Linked DNA regions of Triticum aestivum: region 2 is linked to region 1. The links are chromatin contacts, called in public Hi-C maps. All regions are on one chromosome and are shown on one strand. The core of a region is the stretch at or near the end of the contact, and the rest is flanking DNA. Distances in the headings are between cores, read along the strand shown. Region 1 holds the start of LOC123181174 (trihelix transcription factor GTL1). Region 2 has its middle 200 kb from the start of LOC123181175.

Region 1 (5,756 bases), core at 2,381-4,880:
CGTCCATGTTGTCGCTCTCGGCGCCGCCGCCGCCCGTACGGTTGTAGCTGTTGATCGTCGCCTGCTGCGCCGCCTGCGGCTGCGGCTGCGGCTGCCTCTGCTCCATCGTCGTCTCCTTCATAATGCTTTCTGGCTTTAAATGCGCAGTGTTATGCAATCAGCATTGGATCACGGAAGAAACGAACAGCAGGGTACCACATGTACGTGCCAAATGGCTATGACCACACCCAGAATGCACATATTTTCTAGCTTAATTACCTTTTTCGCCGCCGCGTCTCCGCCTGCTTCGCTGAAGACGAACCTGCTGCCGCCGTTGCTCGCCGCCAGCCTTTGCGCTCCCCCGGAGGCTCCTACCGACGCGCCGCCGCCATTACTGTTGCCGTTCCCGGTGTTGCTGGCGTCGTTCTTGGCCACAGGTGGCTGCTGCGGAGCCGTCTGCGAGATCGGCGCCGCGACGGTGAACGCCTCGATGCGCTCCTGGGGAGCTGCATTGGCGTGCACTGCGGGCGGCGGCAAAGCCAGTGCGCCGCCGGCGCCGGAGGGGGAGCCGAGCGCCGCCTTGTTGCGGTAGAGCGCCTCGAGCTGGTGGAAGTAGGGGCACGTCTTGGAGTCCTCGGGCCGCTTCTTGTTGCTCTCCTTCACCTTCTTGAAGTACTTGTTGATGTTCTCCCACTTCTCCTTGCACCGCTTGGAGCTCCGGTTGTAGCCCATCCGCCGCATGCCGGCGGAGATCTCTTCCCAGAGCGGTCCCTTGGGCCCGGCCTCTTGGTACCTCATGTCCAGGTTGCTCCGCAGTTGGATCAGCGCGTGCACCTCCGTCTTGGGCCACCGCGACGATGCCGGTCCGCTGCCGCCACCGGATCCGTCGTACCCCGACGAGTCTTGCGGCGCTTCGGAGGAGGGCGCCACGACGATGTCCATGCAGCTTGAATTTACGGCCGGCGCTTGCTGCTGTAGCTGTGGCGTCGCTAGAGCCGGCGACTTGTGCGGCTGCGGCTTCACGGGCGGCATTGTTGGCGGCTTCTGCTGCCGTGGCGAGGGTTGAGGTTGAGGCGGCGAGTGCGTGGCAGGTGGCTGTGAAGACGACGGTCGTGGATGAACTGGCGCGGCGGAGTATGCGATTGGCGTGGCGTGAGGCTGCGAAGGCGGCGGCGGCGGCATGAATGTAATGGCCTGCGCGGCGATGGACGGCATGGGGACGGTCTGCCCGGTGATCTTCTGTATGAAGGAGAGCACAGCGGCGTCGCGGGTAGCAGCCATGGCGCGCTCCTGCCCGAGGATCTCCTGCTCGCGCGCCAGGCGCGCCATCTCCTGCCTCCGCCACGCCTCCTCGCGGATCATGCGGTCCTGCTCCCGCTTCTCGATGGCCTCCAGGAACCGCTGCTGCATCGCCTCCTGACGCTCCATCACCTGCTTCATCAGCCCCTCGAAGAACCTCATCATCTTCCCGCTCCCGGCCTCGCCGCCAGAACCAGCCGCGGCGCCACCTTCCGACGTCCTCTTCCTCTTCCCTCGCTCGTCCGCGCCGCCGCCCATGTCGTCGGTGCCCTCGTCGTCGGAGTCGTCCTCGTCCGAGTACTCCTCCGTGTTGGACGTTGAGAAGCTCAGGTTGCCAACTACCACCGGCGTCGGCAGGCCAGCCGTAGCGGCGGCCGCGGCACCAACAGGCGGCGGCTCGGCAAGGGGCCGTACGGCCGTGGGTCCCACCGCCCCAGGCACCCCAACGGCTGTCGCCGGCGGCGGGGCCGACGCCATCGGAGCCGCCGTCGCACCGGACGTGCTGTTCATCGCCTCGAGCTGCCGGAAGAAGCGGTACGTCTTGCCGTCGTTGCGGCCGGCGCGGCTGTCCTTGGTGCGCTTGTAGTACTTGTGAACGTTCTCGAACTTCTCCTTGCACTTCTTGGCGTTCCGCCTGTACCCCTCCTCGGCCAGCTTCCTGCCAACCACCACCAACACCAATCATCATGAGCATCAACAGCACAAAAGAAAAGAACCTCGTCAATGGAGCTCTACGCTACAACCACAATTGCACACATACGAACTCACACATCATGCAAGTAAAACCGTAACCCTCACACAAAAGCTGCATGCATGTACTGGTAGAATTTTACTCGATTTGGGCACCCAAATGCAAAAGATAAAGAAAGGCATATGCATACATGCAGCACTACTAGCAAGAATGGCAAATCCCAAGAAGAATGCAAAATAGATTAAATCGGGAATCAAAATCCAACTTTTGTTTGCAGAAATTCAGAGGGCCAGAGTATAAGATATAGCCTCTCTGGGATTGATGCCCCCGGATCTGAAGCTTACGGGAGTAGTACTGGTACCTCTCATGTCGAAGAGATGGTTGGACAAAAAACTCAGGGAAAAGTGGGGAAGGAGAGCGATATGATTTTAAAATGGAAAAAAAGTCACTGTGCTCGTGAAGCATAGTTAAGGCAAAAGTGTAAAAAGAAGTGTTTTTTAGCCGGTAATTAAACAGCCACGGCTGACGGGAATCACACCACGCCGCCGCCGAGATTTCATGCGGCATTACGGCGACGACAATTTCCGGCCTCCAGGGACGGCGTGCGCAATTGTCTGGCGGAGGTCAATTCGAGTGGGTTGTAATTTACCTGGAGACCTCTTCCCAGAGTGGGCCCTTGAGGGTGGCGTCCCGGAAGGCGGCGTCCATGTCCGACCGGATCTTGAGCAGCGCCAGGGTCTCCTGCCGCGGCCACCGGTTTCCTCCAGCGCCGCCGCCCAAGCCTTCCTCGCCGGCCGCGAGCGCCTCTTCGTCGCAGCCCACAGCGCCGGCACCTGCTAGCTCGTTGTTGAGCTGCTGCTGCTGAGGCGGCGGCGGCCCAGGCGCCGGCGGGCGGCTGCTGATGGGCGAGGGCGCCTCGGCCATCGAGATCCGCTGCTGGCCGGTGCTCCTGGACGGCGAGAATGGCGGCATCTCTGGGGGATGCAGGCCGAACTGCTGTCCCGGGCCTCCACCCTGATGCTGCGGTTGCTGCTGCTGCATGCTAGTACACACTGGGTGCACGTCGCCGGCAAAGCGTTACCAGAGGGGCATAGGGAATGGAGGTGATGGAATGATCAGTACATGAGAGGGAAGTGAAAAAGATGGGAGGCCAGGACAGCCAGAAAGAGCAGAGAGAGAAGGAGAGGGGGGAAAAGGGAAAGAAACGGAGATGAGGTGGTAGGCAGGTCAGGGATGAAGAAGAAGAGGAGGAATAGAGGAGCTCTAGTACAGGAAGGAAGCCTGGCACAAGAAAAATACCCTCTGCAAGGGAGAGGGGAGGAGGAAGAAGAGAGAGGAAAAAAGAATTAAAGATACCTTCAGTAAGCCTGCAATAAATAAGAGTAGGGTGGATTGCAGGAGAGAGAGGGGACGAGAATATGATAGCTGTGAAGGAGAGAGAGAGGGAGGGGGGTTGAGAGAGAAGTGAAATGTTGAATACAGCGAGAGGAGAGAGGGTTGTTTGTTGTGTGCAGACGATGATGAGGGGGATGATGTGGGAGATAAAACAAAGGAGATGCTGCGCTGTCAGGGTGGCTTTACCTCCCTCTGCCTAATGCTCCTGCTAGTTAAAAACCCAAAGGACGGAGGAGAGGGAGAGGAGTGCCTGCCTGCCGGGCAATGGTAGAGAGAGAAACATGTGAGCAGCATGTAGAGGAGAGAGAAAGAGATGGGTTGGGGGGAGGCTTGTAATGAAAGGGAGGGGAGCACAAATACCCCTCTACAAAACTCCCCTACCTCAATCCCCATGGCGGAATATGTTGGATTCTGTGGCGATCTTACTCATTTCCCTTCCCCATACAATATATCTTAATAGGTCATATGTTATCCACCGGATTAACCGTTTTTTACCAGTAACTCAACCTTGTATCATTTCCTCCAAGTACTACTATAGCTTCTGGCATCCTTTTCCAACACTGCACTAGTATTGATCACCATCAAAACATCTCGATGAAGCTAATTTAGAGGGCAGGGAAACAATTAATCGCAGCAAGATTTATTTTTCTCTTTCAGCAGTAACCTTCAAAGCCAGGAAAAAAAAGAGACATAAGCTTGAGAGAACAAAATTAGTTAGGAGAAACGGCAGAAAGAGAGAGATAAAAAGGAAGGACGAGGAGAGAGAGGAGCAGCAGACAAGACCACATTATAACAGCTGTGCTGTGGGCCCGCGCGGAGAGCGAAAGAGGTGCAGAACGTGCCCGGCGATTAACGCGGACCCCCATCACCACTCGCCCAGGCAAAACCGACGAGGTTTACCGCACGCAGACGCCACTGAGCTGTGGGCCCGTGACTTTGCTTGACCCATGTGTCATGCGTTTCGGTTGGAGAAGCCACGCGTGCGTGGAGAAGGCGGAGGAGTATAAAAATGGCCATACATTGGCATGTTGTGGGTTAATCCCTCCCTTTCCAGGTAATAAATGGCCATGTGGCCCTTTTTAATGATTAGGCAAAAAAATCTGGGTGATTAATTAAGTTAACCACCTGCATTATTCTTTCCCTGCTTAAGTTAATGTATGGGCAGGATGGCATTTCTTTTCACATGGAAATGCATCTTACAAATATATGGGGGCAGGGAGTTGAAGTGGAGAATTGATATGGTCACAGACTGTTTGTACTACTGGAACAAAGAAAATCATGGCAAGCATATACATATGTATTTACATTTTACATGAGATTTCACAGTAAGGGTTGGAGTCGTGCACAAAAATACCATCCATGCATATATTTCACTCTATCTTTGAACTTAGCACAGTAAAACGAAAAAAATGATAGTACCTACTAACATTATTGAACCAAAAACCTGATAAGTATTTGCCACTGATTTTGGTATACTAGCAATAAAATATGTGCAATGCACTAAAATATTTGATCATATCTCAACGACAAACACAGTGTATGTTCTATTGTGGCAAATGGCACGTGTCATTTTATGCAACACAACTATTGACTCGGTTCAGGCAATATTTGCAGGTGCCAATTTTCTAGTTAAATTTTGTGCTGGTTGTGAGTGTCCAGTTTATCTGCGAACCGTTGAATAAATATTTCGAGTCAATTGGTTCTAATGAAGTTGTACATGCATCAATGCAAACATAGCGTGTCACTCTATCTATCCAACCGCCTCCATAAATGTATATATGGTGGAAACTTTAGCGGTATATATAAAGATATATGCAATGCATGATGTACTAATTACTAGTTTGTCGCTCTCGCGTTATACATATATACAAACACCGAGCAATATCCTTGGGCTATAAATCCAAGTTAGCATGACATGTAGAAGATGGATGCTAATGTAAAGTCAAAAGCGTGAGCGACCCGCATATATAGTTGGATTCATCGTCGATCGTCTCTTTGTTCGTGACGGCATGCATGCTTGCCACCTAACTCTATAAATACGTGGGATCTTGTGTGTGCGGTACTGACTATATACTGTACGTGTTGTGTCACTTCTTTCATCACCGCTTTGTGTGTAACACGCATGTAAGGTGGCATATGCATGCATTTCACCATATTTTTGTTCTACAAATAGCTGACACATGCTAATACTTTGTATCAAGAAACACATTTCGCCCCTTTTTCTCCGGCTTCATGCTTGATTATGCTCCAATGCTAATCTCTCTTGTTCATTATAGGCCCTTCATTCCTAATCAATTCAAACACATCTAATTTGGAAAAACATCATATTCTAATGAGCATTGGATGTAGTCTCTCGAAACAGAAGGAGTATCAGGCAATATAATTGGCGTGC
Region 2 (6,517 bases), core at 1,134-3,633, 670 kb after region 1:
TCTCAGTACCACACAACCGAAGAGTCGTACAAATCCGGTGCAGAGCCGAATTGTACTCCCCAACTGTCTTGAAGTCCGCAAACCTCAGACGGATCCACTCTGCCTCTGCACGTGGCTTCACAGTGTACTTCAGCCGGTCAAACCGCTGCTTAAGAGCGGTCCAAAGGCCAGAAGCACTGCGCTCAGCCATATACTCATCTTTCAGAGTAGGTGACAGGTGATGACGGAGAAAGTGCAGAGCCTGCGCATTCTCCGTTTCGAACTTGGGATCAGTGACGGCCAGCTGGGCCCCCTTACCGATCGCCCTCAGGAGGGTTTTGCCCTAGAGAAAGATCTCGCAGTCTGAGGACCATGACAGGTAGTTCAGCCCTGTCTGGGCCAACTCAGGAAACTCCTTGTGGACAATTCCGGCCATCTGCGATTTATGCAAAAATCATGAGATTACAGCAGGTAATCTTTTGCACAAAGCGATGTTGATAAACTTATTCAATAAAAAGACGTTCCAATATTTAAAACATGCTATTATATGACTTACTAAATGATTAAGAGTGCTAAACAATTAATCTACAGCAGTAAAATTATACAATAATATCATGTTAAGCGCATCTAGTATGCGAAAACTAGCCCAAAAATTGAATTCCCGGGGTATTTTTAAGCACAAATACGCATTTTCAGCGAAAACAGACAGTTCCAGGGACTTATACGCAAAATATTACAGCAGGAATATAGTCACATAAATTTACGGTACTGCGGGGGCTAAAACATAAATAACCGCGCGCGCGCTCTCTGGCCTGGCCCTAGTTCGTCTGCAGGCCGAAATATGGGCCGTCGGCCCGTGTAGCCAGCCCCACCGCCCTCCTCCCTTTTTTTATATGGAGAAAAGGGGAGGCCCATTGCGCACAGCCCGCTGGGCCAGCCCGTTTGCCAGCTCAGGGTCGCTAGGGTTTCCAACCCTAGCGCCCGAGCGCCCGAGCGGCGGTGGCCTCGAGAGGCCCGTGCGCACGCATGGTGCGGCACGGCGCGGCGGCGCGCACGGTGCGGTCGACGGGGCGGGGCGGCGCGGCGCGGCCAGCGGGGCGCGCGGCCAGCGGGGCGGGGCGGCGTGGCGCGGCCATGACACGGCCAGGGCGCGGCCAGCGGGCGCGCGGCCACGGCCAGCGGGGCCTGCGGCCACGGTGCGGCGGTGGCGGCGACAAGTGCCAAGCCAGCCAGCCCGCCGGGCGCGGCTACCTCACGCGCACGCGGAGGCGGCCAGTAGCCGGGACCAGCAGGGCCCGCGGCGGCACGAACGTGCATCGGGCACGGGTATGGCCATGCTGCTTGGGACGGCGACGCCGGCGTCGGGATCTCAAAAAAACATCATCGTGTGCATTGGGAACGTCGACGGCGCGTGGCACAGCGGGTGCGTTGCGGCGGTACCGTGATCATCTGGATCACGATATGTACCGACTCCCGTATAGTGTAGTCAACAAGTCTCTCGTGATCCAAAAACATCGACATTGGTCGGCGACGTGTTCGTCCGCTCGGTTTTTAGAAGAGAAATCCACACCATAGGTAGATTTATCCGAAAAATAATCTAATCGCAAAAACGGAATCGTAGTAACGAGAGGAATCCATTTTTGCAAAAGTGGGGATCGGATCTTATACCTCCGCGCGATCGACGAAAGCCTGCGTGATGCAGGCTTGACGCAGGCTTGATGGAGAATTGATGGAGCGAAGCGTGCTGATAACGTGTTCCGCAACTCCGCCGGCGAGTCCGGTCCGAGGTTGCGGAGCGAGGGCGAGCGTCGTAGACGAAGTAGTCGAACACGCGAAAGTAAAAGGACACAAGATATATGGAGGAGACCAGCTTTTATTAATCAATGATCAATCATTACAATGATGGCTCCTCGTTCCTTTATATAGGGGGTAAAGGGTCAAGGGATAAGTACCCACTTAACGTAAAGAGGGGAAACGGGAGGGGCTATCCCTAGCTACTCGTGCGCTAGCCGCCGCCATCATCGTGGTGGCCCCGGTTTCCCAACAACTTGCACCGTCAGAGATGGCGAGATTTTTTTTTAGCCGAAGAGATGGCGAGATTTCGTCTGCAGAATCCGCGATTGTTCGAGCCAAGCTAGGAGACGTGTTTCTCTGCTTGCTAGTACTACTCAATAATAATTGACCGGTTATGGCTGCCGCTGACATCCGCCCGGGCATCTATCCACTGCCAACAATGCTAAATTGCTCAAGCCGGCGAATTACTGGTGGCGGCTAAACCATCACAGCGGTCAGCGAAGTGACCAAGAACGGGTCTTTTTACCAGCACGCACGCCGGTCCTAATCGCGTTCGCGACGCGCAGCTGTCAGTTACTATCACTAGCATGTACTCCTACAGGCGAGGCCGACATGTCGTTGGTTTGTGACCGCTGTGAAACGTGGACTCCAGTCGAGTCGAGCGATCAAGAAGGGGTCGTGCATGCACGGCGCAGCTAATTTTTCTCGGGAGCGCTGACCGAGTGTCCGTCACTTTGACCTCGTGGTTGGCCGTGTCGTTTCCCGTTTTGTTGCATCCCTTTCCTCGCCCCTCCAACTGCTTTTTCAAACACAGTATATTCTATCGTGCGAACTCTATTCAACGGTTTCCCTCCCACTCGCCGGCGCGGCCGTCAGTCTGCCTCATTTTCTATGGTCTTTGGACAATGGAGGTGCAGTGGAACCCAGCCTTTGCCGGCGAGAGGGCTTCGTTTTTTTAGGTGATTTTCTAAGTTTTGTTAGGGTTTGTATCATACTCAAGAAGGCGAGGCGACAACGGCTTTTTGAAGATGGAATAAAGTTCTCCCCGCCTAGCCCCGTCCCGATGATGCTTCAAGCATCGTCGGAGGGCGTGTGGAGGTGTATCTCCGGCGGATCTCGTGGGATCCGATCGATTGTCTTCGGTGGATCCGCCTGGTTTCGGTCTACATCTGTGTGTCTGCAGGTTGGATCCTTCCGATCTACACCTCTCTTCATCGACGGTGGTTGCTGTTCTGGTGCGCTGGTCCTATGGAGTTTTAGCATGACGACTTTTCGATTGTCTACTACAACAATGTTTGCTCGGCTCTGACGAGGGAGGGGCGATGACGGTGGCCCTTCGGCTCGCTGCAGTGCTTATAGTCGCGCTAGGTGGTCTACGGACCTGAATGTAAATTTTACTTATAGTCTTTGTACTACCTTTACAGTTGATGAATACATCGAAAGTTTTCTCGCAAAAGAAAAAACACACAGTATAGTCGATGAGAACATATTCTGAGTACCGGTATCAAGTCTAGGACTTAAATTTTACTAGTATGACGCACGTGCAGTGCACGTGGTGTCCCGGTCAAACTGCAAATACGATATTTGTTTCTTCATTAAAAAAATCTATGTTTACACAATAGGTACTACAAAAGCCAGCCATAGAAGATCTTGAATGAGAAAATTTCTAGTCACCATCACGTGATGATGCAAGGTGTGCAGGTAGCCGTGTAGTGTCTCGATCGGTCCAGAAAAATCCCGCCCACCTCGTTTTGGCGGGCGACTGGATGGAGCGAATCCCAGTAACTACAGCCGTTGGATCACTCGAGTTTGCTATGATAAACGACAGGGATTCACTCCATAGAGGGAATCAACGGCTAAGAAGTGCCGCTGCTCAGGATGGATGGCTAATCCCAAGTTTAAAATTTCTTGTACTATAATAGTAGAGATTATTGGGCAGGGGCGGAACCAGCCCAAAATTTCAATTGAGGCCGAAGTGAGAGTGTGGGCACACTTGCTTTGTCAACTGGGGGGCCCAACTAGTAAAACTGAGCTTCAAAGCTACAAAACAGAAATTGAGTGGGGGCCTAGGCCCACACTAGGCCCAACATGGGTCTGCCGCTGTTATTGGGTTGTTCCACCACAAGAAACTTAATAATCTGAGATATGCTCGATTCATCATCTTTCCCTCTTGTTTATTTGTGTGATGTGTAGTGTTGGTTGGTTGTGTAGGTTTGGTTAGATAAAAACCGGTTGTTGAACTTGTATAACTTTTGGCACGACGTTTGAGTAAATGAGAGCCCCCTTCATTAAAAATGCCCCTCCCTTATAATGGCCAGCACTATTTGTTGTTCTAAACTCAAGAAGAATTTTGATCCATTGAAAGTCAAGGCTTCGGCAGGACTTTGATGAAAAAATTATATCTCAAGTAATACAATACCACAACCATGAATGCAAACACATCATTCAGCTCTAGTGTCTTGGATGTTTTTTCACTTGATCGCAACTTCAGGGGCGGCGAAGTCTCTCGGATAGCCCAAATCTCAAACTTGGAGTGGTAGCCATAAGAAAACAATTCCTAAAGTTGGGTGGTATGTCATGTGAGTGTCATCCAGTTGTGAGTTTGGGCAGTTGAGGTGTGTTTGGATCACGCCTTCGACTGCCAAGCCACATGTGTCACGTGCCAACTAAACTAGGGAATCATTTGGTAGCTGTCATACAACCGCGCGCCGAACCAAGATAAGCTACCATGCCACACTCTCCTAGGCCTCAAGCATGACAGACGATTTGCTCGCGCTCAGATGTGGCGAGTCGCATGTTAGCACTGTGAGTTGAGGACCCGATGCAAACATGCCTATAGGCTTTGGTTCACCATTAAGTTTGTGTCGTACAATTATGATTTTGTGCTAGTCAGTCTTATATCTTAGATTGCAGTGGGCCTTGGTTCTTGTTAAGTTCATGTGGTATAGCTAGTTCGTGAGTGTAGATTATCAATATCAGCTTACTAGACTATGTACACAACCTAGGTCACATGCTTGGAGCGTTAATGTATGATGTCACGAGTAACGTTCAAGTTTTCTTCTGCAAAATGAGAACTGACTTGCGACACATGGTAAAGGGACATTCTTACTCCTTCCGTATAAAAAACATAAGATGTTTTTTTGGCACTAACATAGTGTCATAATATGTCTTATATTTTGATACAAAGGGAGTATTAATTTCTCATGTGTGCCAATAAATTAGCTATGTTTTCAATTTTCTATAAAAATATCCCAGCCTGAATATACATGAACAATGTATCTATTGTTCTACATATCCCGCAAACATAAACTTATCGGGTTATTTACAAACACGGAAAATACCCACACTCCTCCACACAACAATAATATGGTTAAATGAAACTACCGACCTGTCACCGAAATATTTATCTGTAAAAATCAAAATATCACTATAAGGTACTCCCTCTCATAATATAAGAGCATTTTTGACACTATACTAGTGTAAAAAACACTTATATTATGGGACGAAGGGAGTAGGTGTAAAATGTCCTTTCCAACAAGGACCCAACCAAGGTTGCCAGAATGATGATTCTGAATCAGATCGGAGCACCGATGGTAAGATCACAAATCGTAGAATGTTTACTATCAGGGTCGTAGAAATGTAGATTCACAAACCAAAATCGTAGAATCAGAGGGGTTAGTTTGGATCATAAAGTCATAGAATCGTATAATAGAATCACGATTTTGACAACCTTGGACCTAATGACCAACCCAATGAACTGTAGAAAAGGACGTTTGGAATCATATACAAAAGACGGTCGGAAGCATCATCACAACAAAAGGTTATCAGTACTATATTCCATTAGACACGATTGTTATATGCTTCATATTTTTGTATTGTTTTAAAAGTGTATAAATTGAAAACACTCTTAACATTTGGTTTCCATTAGTTTTAGTTGTGTTTGAAGCACCAACTTACACATTTCTTTTTACCAGGTTACCATAGCAACATGTACATAACCCCCTGATTGAAACTTATCGGTCTTTCTACAAATATTGGAAATACCCCCACACAACATCACATATTGTTAAACGAAACAACAAAAACTACCAAACTATCACCAAAAATACCTATATTCTTTAAAAAAAATACAATATCACTACTAGGTACTAGTAGTGATCTAAAACGTCTTATATTAATTTACAGAGGTAGTACATGTAAAATAGCCTTTTCAAAAGGGACTTAATGGTCAATCCAGCAACTAATTAAAGAAAAATGACATTCGGAATCACAACGAAAGGTTTTTAGTATATTCTTTGAAGAGTAATGCTAAACTTAGGTAGGTTACTTAAATGTTTTACGTAAAAGGAAACGTGGTGAGGTGGGATTGGATGGATAGGGGCAGCAGGGGCCCACCCCGTTAAAATGAGGGGGGGGGGGGAGTTTTAGTTAGGAAGCTTTCGTAAGTCTTTGTAGTGAGTTACGTAGACGTAGGATTATCGTTCTGTGAACAGTAATTTGGAAGACATTTTGGATTAGGATTATGTTGCAAGAACAAATCTAATTTTCTTTCCCCATGAAGACTTGCTAGCATTTTTCTTTTTGCGGGTGGACCTGCTAGCATTACGGTGGATCATAAGTTTGTGTAATCACCAATTCTCTACTTCCGTGGTTAATTTTGAGCATCGTCATACTAGAAAAAAAGTTAAGCACGGTACAACTCAGCATGCACATAATACTTAGCCTAAAATATACTACTGCCTAA

What was found. Hi-C and Micro-C count contacts between places; a contact is called where the count stands out from the background.
Region 2: a contact with region 1 is called in a Hi-C map of leaf, with 7 times the contacts expected there. The contact joins the enhancer-like site here to the promoter of LOC123181174 in region 1. A contact is called at or near these places in 1 of 5 Hi-C or Micro-C datasets (leaf) and 1 of 1 datasets of contacts at active chromatin or transcription factors (leaf).

Annotation. Positions count from the first base shown.
Region 1 is chr1D:234,086,020-234,091,775 of IWGSC CS RefSeq v2.1, forward strand. LOC123181174 (trihelix transcription factor GTL1) reads right to left here and starts at 3,631. Exons shown (of 3, transcript XM_044593422.1): 1 at 2,619-3,631; 2 at 259-1,936; 3 at 1-133. The coding sequence starts at 3,010.
Region 2 is chr1D:234,758,393-234,764,909 of IWGSC CS RefSeq v2.1, forward strand. No RefSeq gene overlaps it. Among protein-coding and RNA genes, the nearest start is that of LOC123181175, 200 kb to the right of the region's middle. Within about 2 kb of position 2,384, at least 2 of the 8 cell types and tissues checked have an H3K27ac peak or open chromatin away from gene starts, as enhancers often do. A contact at or near this core is called in leaf, where this site is marked.